3 separate regions of the Zea mays genome follow, and all the other regions are linked to region 2. The links are chromatin contacts, called in public Hi-C maps. All regions are on one chromosome and are shown on one strand. The core of a region is the stretch at or near the end of the contact, and the rest is flanking DNA. Distances in the headings are between cores, read along the strand shown.

What was found. Hi-C and Micro-C count contacts between places; a contact is called where the count stands out from the background.
Region 1: a Hi-C map of ear shows a contact between it and region 2, with 4 times the contacts expected there. The contact joins the promoter of LOC100275584 here to the promoter of LOC100382999 in region 2. A contact is called at or near these places in 6 of 25 Hi-C or Micro-C datasets (ear, leaf and tassel).
Region 3: a contact with region 2 is called in a Hi-C map of endosperm, with 6 times the contacts expected there. The contact joins the enhancer-like site here to the promoter of LOC100382999 in region 2. A contact is called at or near these places in 5 of 25 Hi-C or Micro-C datasets (bundle sheath, ear, endosperm and 1 more).

What each region holds. Positions count from the first base shown.
Region 1 is chr10:120,162,387-120,166,360 of Zm-B73-REFERENCE-NAM-5.0, forward strand. LOC100275584 (putative protein of unknown function (DUF668) domain family protein) reads right to left here and starts at 1,404. Exons shown (of 13, transcript NM_001149635.2): 1 at 817-1,404; 2 at 391-695; 3 at 1-173. The coding sequence starts at 838.
Region 2 is chr10:119,796,217-119,800,413 of Zm-B73-REFERENCE-NAM-5.0, forward strand. It overlaps LOC100382999, which reads right to left and starts at 2,818. Exons shown (of 4, transcript NM_001175682.1): 1 at 2,561-2,818; 2 at 2,216-2,414. The coding sequence starts at 2,332.
Region 3 is chr10:120,077,155-120,081,154 of Zm-B73-REFERENCE-NAM-5.0, forward strand. No RefSeq gene overlaps it. Among protein-coding and RNA genes, the nearest start is that of LOC103641656, 11 kb to the right of the region's middle. Within about 2 kb of position 2,142, at least 20 of the 20 cell types and tissues checked have an H3K27ac peak or open chromatin away from gene starts, as enhancers often do. A contact at or near this core is called in bundle sheath, ear, endosperm and 1 more, where this site is marked.

The sequences.
Region 1 (3,974 bases), core at 154-2,653, 360 kb after region 2:
GCAACCTCAAAAGCAAGAATTGATATCTTGCATCCTTTGGTCTTGGTCCTGGAAACAAAGCCACCATCTGAGCTCAAGGTCGTCATCAAGCAGCCTAACGTGTCTAGAATCTCCACTGCCTTGCCAAATCCAGCCATGCTGGCTGTCCCAAGCATGGAACCCAGTCTAGGGACCTGCTATGAAAGGTAAGGATTTCAGGACACCACACATTTGCTTTCAGTCACGTGGCTAAGCTAAAATTAAGCAATATAGGTTAAGTAATTGGCATGTATTCGCTCACAGATGTAACGTGAATTAAAGCTGAAAATCTTAAAAATGTTCGCTTGTCACTAATTTAGCTAAACATTATATGCGAAATGAAAATCAATTGACTTTCTGTCCACCACTTGCCTTGCTTGTCCCATTGCTTCCAGACCTTTCTATCCTGGGGTCCATTTTGCCAGACGGAGCTGTGTCTCCTGATGTTGATGCGTATTCCTCCTTGCTACTCTCAGGAAGAACGAAGGCATCATCATCCTTGTAGGGGAGCAGGTTAGATTTCCAAACAAACTCCTGCTCCTCCTCCATCTCCACTGTTTCCTTGACAACCTTCTGCTTGCGTGCAAGACTCATCGTGTCACCAAGATCGCTGGCGCCTTCTGCAGCATCTTCAAACCCCGCACCAGCGATCGCTACAGATCTTCTTGATTTCAGCGCTGCGGAACAACAGAAATCGACATGAGCCAAATTCTCCAATAAATTCAATCCAGCCTAGTTTACCAACAAAAAAAAAAGGAGAGGCACCTAGGAGTCCAGGACAGCGAAAGCATCACATACCGTACCAGCTGTGGCATTCCATCCGCTAGAATCCTGCGCCTGACACAACAGCGGCATCAAGGAACGTCCCCGAGAAACCAGGAACCGTCGCTCCCCACACCGCACGGAAGGTGCTCGACGGAATGCCCGCCCGAGTCAACGGGTAGCAGGAAAGATGGCGCTCTCGAGCAAGAACCAAAGAGAAGGTGCGGGAAAATGACCAACCAACCGCACCAACCGAAAATTTCCCGTACAAAGGAAACCGCGCCAGGAAAAAAGGATGCGAAGCAAAAAAAAAAAGAAGAAGAAGAAGAAGAAGAAGAAGAAACGAAAAAAAAATGCAAGCTTTCTCCAGAGCAAGCGACGATTCACGATCGGGCGCGCTGTCCAGGTGGACAGGAGGGAGGGAGCTTAGTGCTGGCCTGCTGGACCGCGCGAGCTGGGATCTGCAGCTAGAGGTGTACCGGACCACTCGCCCGCCTGCGCCTGCCTCCAAAGAGAGAAGCGAGGAGAGGAGGAGGCAGTTTCTTCCGGTAGTAGTATTTCTTTTGCTTTTCGCTGGGGCACCAACCGGACCCGACAGTGTCGACAGGCGGGCAGGGTGCCGGGTGGCCGCCGATTCGATTTCGATCACTCCTAATCCTTCCCTAGGGCCGAGTCCACGCGCTGACCCTGATTTTTCTTTTTCTTTTTTTTTACGGGCGCGCGTGTGCGGTCGCACGCTTGGAAACGCCAACCGCGCGCGCGCTGGGTCGCCGCCGGCCGGCATGAGGAGGATGGATCTGGCTGGCCGGCCCGGGCCTGCAGGTTGCTGACGAATCTAGCTCGCTTTTCAGCTCTCACCCGCTGGCCGCTTGCTGCCGACAGTGACAGCTACGGAGTGGGGGGCACGTTCCTGTTCCTGCACCGGTTGGTTTAATTTTTTTGGTTGAAAAAAACTCGTGGGCATTGTTTGGATGGTGGCTTGACTCTTGAGCCAGACGAAAGCCTGGATTGGCTGCCTCGACGACCAGGCAGCTTTTCAAACAGATATAAAGTTATTAGTATCACATTATTGGCCTAAAATGGCCGTTTTAATTTTCTTCTTGGCATATCGTTTCAGAAGTAGTATAGTTGTACTCACTACGTAAAAAAATGTAATTCTTATTTTTTTTAAATCCCACAATTTAAATTTTCACTAAAGCTATATAGAAATACTAAATAAATATTATTAGACTAATTATAAAATATGTATTTATACTAAAAAGTTATTGGAGATATAAATGTCAATACTTTTTTATTATAAATTTAGTTAAACTTAAATCAATTTGATTGATACGAATATCATTATTATATTTTTTTTGTAGATGAATGGAGTGCTTGCTACTATAATCACCATACCGGATCAAACAATGTTATATCCGTTGACGTGTTAGAGATACAATTAATTAGATATCAATGACGTGATTAGGGGTTAGGTGACGCATTTGTCTTTTCGGACCGGTGTGAAACACAATCTCCTCGTCATTATATAATTTTGTAATCGTACCACCTACTATATTTCATCATTATTAATATAATCGCCGGTCTGTTTACAATCCATCCACATAGCTCTATTTTTTTTTAAAAAAAACGAATTACATATAGAGCTGTTAATTATATTGATAAAGAAAAGGTTGCCCAAACTAGGTATAATAGAAAAACAACAACAATAATCGTAACAACTACAAACGACTATGACTACACTACCGGCAACAACAATATTGATAAAAACGCATGTTTTAGTTCAAAAATTAATTAGTCAGCGATAAATATTCGAGTACTAACTAAAACAACTGTGTCAACAATAACCCACTTATATAACATGAGCAAATAAATATTGGGCACGAGAGAACTAGGACAAGGAGAACAAATACAGACAACACAAGTCACCATCGACGGTAAGCAACAAGACGAGTCTTGTCATTAGGGGGTGTAATCGGATCGAATATGGACGGATATCAATAAAATCATATTTGTTTTCATATTTTTAGTCGGATTCGAATTCGAATACGAATACAAATACGGATGTTCTCGAATACGAATACGGATAGTCGTGGATCGAATACGGAGCTAATCGGACACGGATAGCGTCGGTAACGAATATTTTTGTCGGATATCGTGTAAGACATCATTCCACACATATCATGTTATAATCATTTAGCCCCTCCTTTAGTCCAAACATTTTATAGGATTATATGTGCACATATGCTACACCTCCATAAAAATCCATGAATTTCTAAGGATATTTTGAGTATTATTAATTTGTTTATGTAGAAAATCATTAAAATGCAATTAAATTCATAAAATATTGAGAACTATGATATGTGGTTTCACGTGTTATTATGATATGTGGTTTCACTTATTATTATGGTGGTTGTAATCATTACGGGTTTCACAAATAAGTGAAAATGCAATAATTGATGACATCTTGTGGTTTTTATGGTTCAAACATTTTTGAGGATGCTATATGGACATATGCTACTCATACGCCAAATTTCGTGAATTCCTGAGACTATTTGCATATTATTAATTTCTTTTTTGCAGAAAATCATCAAAATGCATTTAAATCCATGAAATATTATAGTATCGACAAAAAATTGTAAATAAGTTATCAAAACTAATAAACATTCCATAAGAAGATAACCTCAAGTCCCTACATGAAAATGAGAAAGTGAAGTAAAGATTATGTTGAAACTTGGATACTTAAGCTCATTTCACGTGTAACTCACACAACAAGTGTAAGAAAATGAAAAGAATCACTGGCATCTTATGGACTTTATGGCCCAAACATTTTTTTAGAATTTTATGTAGACAAATGTTAACCCTCCGTCAAATTTTATGAATTTCTAAGGCTATTTGTGTATTATTAATTTCTTTCTACAAAAAATCATCAAAATGTAATTAAAATCATAAAATAATCTAGTGTCTACCAAAAAATTGCAAATAAGTTACCAGGACCAATAAACATTCTATTAAAGATAATATGAAGTCCCTATGTGAAAATGATAAAATGAAGTATTGATTATGTTAAAATTTGGATAGTTAAGGTGATATCACATGTAACTCACGTAACAAGTGAAAGTGAATTGAAAGAAATGTTGGCAATGTTTAGATTTTATGGCCTAAACATTTTTGTGGATGCTATATGGACATATATT
Region 2 (4,197 bases), core at 1,568-4,067:
CCGCCTCGCCCGAAGTCGACACCACTCGCTATGCCTCGCCCGGGATCGCCTCCGCCCAGTCCGTCTCGCCCGAGCCGGCCTCGAGCAGATAGGACAAGGGCGCTCGAAAACAGGCAGGGGACAGGTGCATTTAATGTGTGTGCCAACCCGCGCTGTGGCAGCGAAGCACAGTGGTGGACAAGAAAGCGATCACGTCTAAGCGCAACGATATGATTACGCCTATGCCAAACAATGCGCGTTCGCCGCCTGACGCCCTCCGATGGGACGCCTAATACGACAAGCCAAGCGGACAAGTCTTCGGGCGCAACCTCTCCGCCTCGCCCGACCCAAGCTTAGCCCTCAGGCAAATTCTCTGCCTCGCCCGAGCTCGGCCTCGGCCCCCGACTACGTCGCGAATCCCGCAGACAGCCACTCCGCCCGACTACAGCGCACATCAAGGGATGGCTCAGCTGGCACCTCGGGAAGACTTCTGCATCAACCAAGCGAGGGCTCTGATCTCGATGAGTGCTGCAGAGAATCTCGACGTCACCGCGCGTCAGGGCGATGACGCACCCCGTAAGCAGCCTTTGGCCCATACCCCGGCGCTGTTACAACCACTACCGCATGGGCGGCCTCTCCCTCGGGAGCTCGGGCGTATGGACGACCCCTCAGTCTCGACCTCGGCTCTCCAAGGGAAGTCAGCAGGCGCGAATCTACAGCACGGTTCGCCATCACTTCAAATGTCAAGGCATCTCTCCTTCAAAATACAATACTCAGCTTCACCACGGACGCTCCCCTGGGTGTATAAATAGGGCAGTGGTCCCTCCATTGAACAACAATAAGACACGTAGACGAGTTCTTGCTTTCCCACTCTGTCTTAGATATTGGCACTTGCCTCAATCATCTCTAGGGACTTGGGGACTTCCCCCCTCCCGTTGTGCTTGTAAACCCCTACTAGAGGCATCACGGTGCGAGTAATATAAGCCTCATCCCCTCTGCTGGAAGTAGGACCTCGAGAAGCCCGAACCAGGATAATCGCTTGTGTCATCTCGCACACCATCTAAAGCCGGCCACGCGACACATTACTGGTTGGTTAAGGACCCGCGGTCCAAACACCGACATTCCTCATATGTAGTAGCGCAGAAGTAATGTCTCATATATTCGGTTTTAGTTCTACTGAGTCTACAACCTTTAGACTCTAGAGTCTCCCACCACAACTCAAGTTTCATATTTACTTATGTCCGGCTTTCATCAACTAGCACTATATCATCCGTAAAAAGCATACACCAAGAGATATTCTCTTGTATGCGACCCTTGTGACTTCATCCATCACCAAGATAAAAAAGATAAGGGCTCAAAGTTGATTTTAATGTAGTCATATTCTAATTGTAAGTGAAAGGGCATCTAGCGTAATGGCTAAGGTTCCGAGTAGCACCTTCAGGTCCCGGGTTCGATTCCCCTCGGGGAGAATTTCAAGCTTGGCTAAAAAAAACCTCGTTGTACCCCGCCCGCTCTCGGGGATCGATATCCTACGTGCCACCCTCCGGCTAGGTCGTTGCAGAGTAGGCAGTTGATCAACCCGTTAGTGATGGGGAGCCAGGGTTCGAGGGTTTTCTCGGTCAGGACCATGTTTCGATGATTCGATCTCTTAATCTAATATCGGGAGGGCGGTCTTTCCCTCCCCAGCTGAGGTTTTTTTTTATATTCTAATTGGAAAGTCATACATGTCTCCATCAACTTTTTGAACACTACTCACAACATTGTTGCACATATCCTTAATGATTCCAACGTACTTCGTTGGAATTTTATGTTTGTCCAAAGCCCATCACATCATATTTCTTGGTATTTTGACATAAGCCTTCTCTAAGTCGATGAAAACTATATGTAGGTCCTTCTTCTACTCTCTATAATCTAAGTCGATGAAAACTATATGTAGGTCCTTCTTCTACTCTCTATAATGCTCCTAAAAAATGATTACAACTCCTAACTTTTCTTCCTCATTATTCCATAATAAATCTGGCCTAGAAGGCCCAACCCCCCTCCCCCTGCGTCGTTTCTGGATCCACCACCGACCGAAAGCAAAACAAAAGCACATGTAGACAACTAGAATATTTGGTGTCATGCACTTAGAAAGCAAAAAAAATGGTTACTTTTACCAGGAAATGTTGGTTCCACAATTAAAGGACAGTAGGCACTACTACATTATCCATGAAATTCGCGGGAAAAAAATACTTGCCATCTCGATGCGCTTCTGCAGCTGCAGCCTGTAGGACCGGATCCTCTTCTCCTCGTAACCAGACATCACACGCACGATGAACCATGCCTTCCGCCCGAATTGCCGCAACTTGTCCATCTCCACCGTCAACGGGACCTCGCACTCAACCCCCAGCAGCTCGGATAAGATAGCCTTGTGCGCTGGGAATAGGAAGAAGGACCTAATGGATCCATGGGTGGGGTGGATGGGTCGGATTAGATGACAGCAAACGAATCCGCGAATAACTGAACGGAGAGAAACAAACTACTAGATCTGACGGACGAATGGACAAACTGCAACAGGGCGGGATAAGCTTTTTACACGTACCTAGGAACGGATAAAACGATCCAAGTCCCCCTGGATCTCTACTTCACGCCGCTGCAGTCCCACCCGACCCGGCAGAGGGCAGGAAAGGGAAGCCGGGGGGGGGGGGGGGGGGGGGGGGCGTGTCCACGGTGGAAGACGTCGGTGGGATAGGGCTTGGCTGTCCCTTCGTCCGCGGCCGGTGGTGGTGTTCGTCGGTGATGGCCAGCAGTGGCGACCCTGCCGTCGAGCTGTGGCGGTCGCCCACTCGCCCTACCCAAGTTCCGCAGTGAAGATCCTCAGCCCTTCAGTATTTCCAGCGAAATTGGAGATCGAAACTTGCAGCCCAAACTGATAACGAGGGAAGAAGGCCAAGCCCAATATAAGAGTAGCCAAATTTCGTTAATCCAGTCCACGCAGGCCACAGGCGCACAGCATTTGGGGCTTTTGGCTTCCATCCAATTTCCTCATCGGTTTTTTTTGTATTTAGCCCCGCGAACGTAGCAAAGCTTCGTTTTAGCCCGAGCAGGGATGTTTGATTAGGTCTGGACGAAATATTCGTGGCTCGCTGGCTCGCTCGGTTCATGGTCAGCTTGGATCGGCTCGTTTGAATTTTTTCACGAGCTGAGCTGACATCCTAGCTCGGTTCGTTAACGAGCCAGCTCGCGAGCTAAACGAGCTACCATATTCTAGCAAAACGAAATTATATGCATATCATTTACAGAATAATTGATGAATATGTTATATATATGAGATGTCTATGGCCTATGAATTAAGCTAATGATTAATGAACTATGTCTATGTGTTAATTTGGTATATGCAAATATAATTATGGGTTAAACTGATGAACATGTATGTGAATTGTGAATTAATGAGTGATGAATTGTGAATTAATGAGTGATGAATTGTGCTAATTTGGTGTTATATTGACGTGGTTTGTGAAACTCTGAGTATAATTACTATTTTCTATTGTTACATTAGTTTGAAATTAACTAAAAATAATAATTATGTATATTTTATTTTTTTCTGCTCTAGCTCGCGAGCTAAACGAGCCGAGCCGAGCTGACTCTGTGGCTCGTTACCTTAACGAGCCGAACCGAGCTGACTCGTTAGCTTAACGAGTCAGCTCGAACTCGGACGAGCCGAGCTAGCTCGTTATCCACCCCTATGTTGATGCACTAAAGCTAATAGTTAGTGGCTAAAATTAGTTGAGACATCTAAACATCCTAGTTAATAATTTAGCTATTAGCTATTTTGGTAAATTAGTTAATAGTTAGGTAACTATTTGTTATCTAGCTAATTTTACTAACAATTTTTAGCCAACTAACTATTAGTTTTAGTCCATTCAAACATCACTGTATCTCCAACAGATTTTAATATTATTATATTGGGCTCTTCTTAAAACTATAAAGAGCCAAAAAAAACACATACAACACCAACAACTCCTTATTTTGTGCCAAAAATAGTCAAGAACTATTGGAGAAGTAAATTGGGAGCACATAATGGGAGCTGTTGGAGAAATAAAATTTTCAAAGTACTGTTTGGGAGTTGTTGGAGATGCTGCTTATTTCAATAGTCAGACAAAACATAGCCTATAATTCACAAGATAAATCGAGATATTAGTATAATCCGATGCCTTGAGAGAACAAAGCAAAAAAACG
Region 3 (4,000 bases), core at 892-3,391, 280 kb after region 2:
TTGTGTTTCCACATGATAGTAATTTTATGGATATCTCTATAATATGGTAAGGTAAAACTAGGATAGATCAACACATCCTTCATACTTCCATTACCAAAGGGGACTTGATATTAACATATCATGATATCGCATGAAGCGATTGTCAAAATGTTCTTTCCTCTTTCCAAAGGAAAATCATAATATTTTGTTTCCCCAGTTATAGAGTTTGTGGCTCAATTCTCCACATTGCATGTTTCTTCCTCAATTGGAAGAATCCCTGTACAAGTTTGCACAACTCAAATCAATGAGTCTTCAACTCAATAGCAAATCATCTAACAAAGTGGTCTTCTCTTAGAAAAAGAAGTGTTGTTACATGATTAGTCCAAATCATGATTTACACAACTAACCACTGTTATCATGTCAGATGGAAGATTGAAGTACACTTCATATCTTAGCTTTCATGAGTAGTATGCATCTATTGGGATTCCATATACATGATTAGATGCTTAGGCATACAACACTATATCACATATAGTGTAATGACAAAAGAGTTTGTCATACTCATTTCTCTTCCCTTTTTAATGTGCTTATATATTTGCTTTCAAGCAAAATATATGAATACAAAGTGTTAGTCTACAACATAATGTAGACACATACTCATAAGTCCACAAGACTTATGATTTTCTTTGCTATTCATTTTGCGCTTGCACATCAAGCCACAAAAACACATTAGTTCTTTTCATAAGAACCACAAGAGAAAGGGAGCATCTCATTTCCTCCAAATTGAAGAGGTGAATTCCCATATCATGCAAAAATGATCTTGATATCTAATGAACATTGAGGATAATTAAGCCCAGTAGGCGAGTTCATCAAACTCTATTAAATAATTATCCTCCAAATGGATTAACCATTTTCTGATGTTGTAATATGCCGCAAAATATATCATATCTTTATATGCTGGAGAACTCTAGGTATCACATAAAGTGTACCCAAAGATTTTTGAAAATCGGTGTACACAACGTAGATAATCTCCATGTAATGAAACAATGGAGTAGATCTCTCGGTAGTGGGCAAAACTTTTGCTGCCTGAAAGCATGGTCTCTGGGCTGATATATTCAAAGAACATACCGCAGCCAATGCTTAGGACTCCACTACCCTGTGCTTGACCAATATTTCAAAAATAAAATGGAAATCACCATAAAAGTGAATAACCAACATCACATCTCCAACATATCTACTTGAGAGAACACATAGGTAATCATCATAACCATATGATGTAGACCTCTTACTGATGGGCAAATAACATTTTGCTGTCTAAAAGCTTGGTCTCAGGGCAAATAAATTCCAAGAATTTATTGCAGCCAAAGCCTAGATCTCCATCATATGTTGAAATATCCCAAGTTCAAAATATGTGTCATATTTTGCAAGAATTCATCGTTTAATTAAGTAGAACTTAATTAAAAGAATTCTTTTAGCAGTCAGCATGACTGCAGCGTCCAGCCTGGCTCCATAGCCCGCGACGCCTGCTTGGTCCGTGATCTTTTTGGGTAGCACGTATAGGTAATCATCTCGAAAGATGTAGACCTCATAGTGATAGGCATTTCAAATGCGGCCTAAAGCACGGTCTCTGGGCTACTAAATTCTATAAAGAATTTAGCGGAGCCAGTGCTTAGGACTCTATCACCCTATGCTTTTCTAAAAATGCAATATCATTTTGCATGAGGACCATTAGTTTCGACTTATTTATGTGCTATGTTATCCATGCAATCATAAAAGAATGCAAAAACAAAGCAAGTCGAAAATATGTGAATTATAAATGTAAAAACAAAGATAATTCACAAATTAAAGTCTGCCAGATTTATAATAAAACAGACAAGTATGTACAATATATATAGTACAATTTGCAGTCGAAATGTCAAATTTATACACACTAACACAAGTTAGAACTGAATTGATATATAAAACAGAGTCTTATACTTAAAATTCAGAATTTAAAATAATAAAATGGGCCATTCTGGGCCCTTGAAAACAGCCAAGGCGGCCTACCAGGCGGGCCAGGCAGCGGCCTGGTGGCCAGCACGCCGGCCCAGCCTGGCTGGCCAGCCTAAACGGCCCAACTGAGGCCACGAAGCCCATTAGAAATAGGGGCGATTAGGTTTTCCAAACCCTAACCGCTCCAGCCGTCGTCTTCCAGGGAGCGCCCCAGCCGCCGCCAGGGTGTTCGGCCGCCGCCGGACCTGCGCCTTCACCGCACCGCCGCCGAGCGCGCTCGCGTCGAGGAGCGCTCACGCCCAATCCACGTCGGCTGGGCCGTGGCCGAGCCGCCAGGAGCGCTCCAGCCGAGGAGTCGCGCCCGAGGAGGACCGCCGTGGTCCGCCGGGGCTTGCCGAGGCCGGCCGACCGGGCACGCGCCGCGCTGGGATGCATGGGTGCTGGTGCTGGGGTCGGACCGCGCCCGCCCCTGCGCTAGGTCCGAGGCCGAGGCCGAGGCCGGCTGTGCCCTTGCCCGGAGGCAGAGCATCTCGCTGCTCGTGCCCACGTGGAGGCCGAGCAGGCCTGCTTGCGCGTGTGGGGGCCGTGGGGGCCCGCCTGCCCTCTGCCAGAGTCGATGCCGCGCCGCCCGGGTAGCGTTCGTCCGCCGTCTCCCGAGGGCTAGCTGCACCCGCGCCGGGGCCAACCGCTGCCGCGCCCGAGCGTCTTCGGGGGCCGGACGCGCCTGCGTCGCGCCAGGAGCCAGCAGCACCCGGCGAGAGGCCCTCCGCGCCTGGGGCCGACCGTGGCCTCATCGGCGACGGGCCATCCATGCCAGGGCCCGACCAGCCGCGCCCAAACCGTGCCGCGCCGAGGGCCAGCCTGCGCAGGGAGCCGCGTCCGCGGTTGCCTGGTCGGGCGCGCGGCCGCCAGGGAAACGCCGCCGGTCCTCCGTGCGCGCTCATGCCGAGGCACAGGACGCTGCGCCAAACAGCCGCACCAGGACGTCCCCGCCGGGACCCTGCCAAGCCCGCTCTAGCCGCGCGCCGGTGACCAGCCGCGCCCGTGTCGGGGCTAGCTTCACACACGCCGACTGACGCGCCTAAAACCGACACCCAGGCTGGGAGGCGCCCTGCCCGCGTTCGCAGTCAGAGCCGCGCGCCTGCGCAATGAGGCTGGGTCGCCCCATGCAGTGCAGCGAGCGCAGGAGTTCTCACTGGAGTGGCAGATTTGTTCATTAATTATGAACTTGGTAAGTTTGTTGTTCGTACCTTGTAAAATCAGGCTTCTCTGATTACATGAAGGAGCGCTGCTTGTGCGTGCTGCAATCGGACAAGGACTTCATCATGATGATTCTGGCATAGCGTGTACCCATAATCCTTGTTATTTCTCTCTGTTTTGGCGAGCAAAGTGCTGATAACGTGTTGAAGTATACTCAGTGGAGAGAGACAGAGAGAATACAAATGAAGTCACGGTTGTCTTTATTGCAGAGAGTACACTGTTTATATATAAGTACAAAATAGTGTCTCCCAAGGGGTGTGTCCCTTGGGAAAGAACTGACAAGGGTTGATCACATCATGGTAACATATTTTGTAACAGCTAGATTCCTGCAGCGGAGCAACAGGCTCTGTCCCGTCGAGAAAGAACAGGACGGCCGCGCGCATGTCGGTCCACGCCACGCATGTGTTGTTTCCTCACTGGTCAAAATACATGCATGCTTGTTTTTTTTTTCTTGCCCCCGGACGCGACAAGCGCTGCTTCCTCGCCCTGCCGATGCCCTTCTTGGCGTCCATCCAGCGTGTAACGCTACTGTTGCCTAGCTAGAATCCAGCAAAAGTGTCACCGCGCGCGCGCAAAAAAAAAAGCAGCTTTGCGCACTACTATAGCTAGCACTCGTAACGATCATTACTGGTGTCCAACAAGACACCTGCTGAACGGAACGCCGACGTGCAGGTGCAGTGCGCCCGGGAGAGGTCAGAGGACGGAGCATGACCTCCCGTCGCCGTCCAGCCCTCCTCCGGGTTGGTTTGGGGAATAATCATCATAGCGC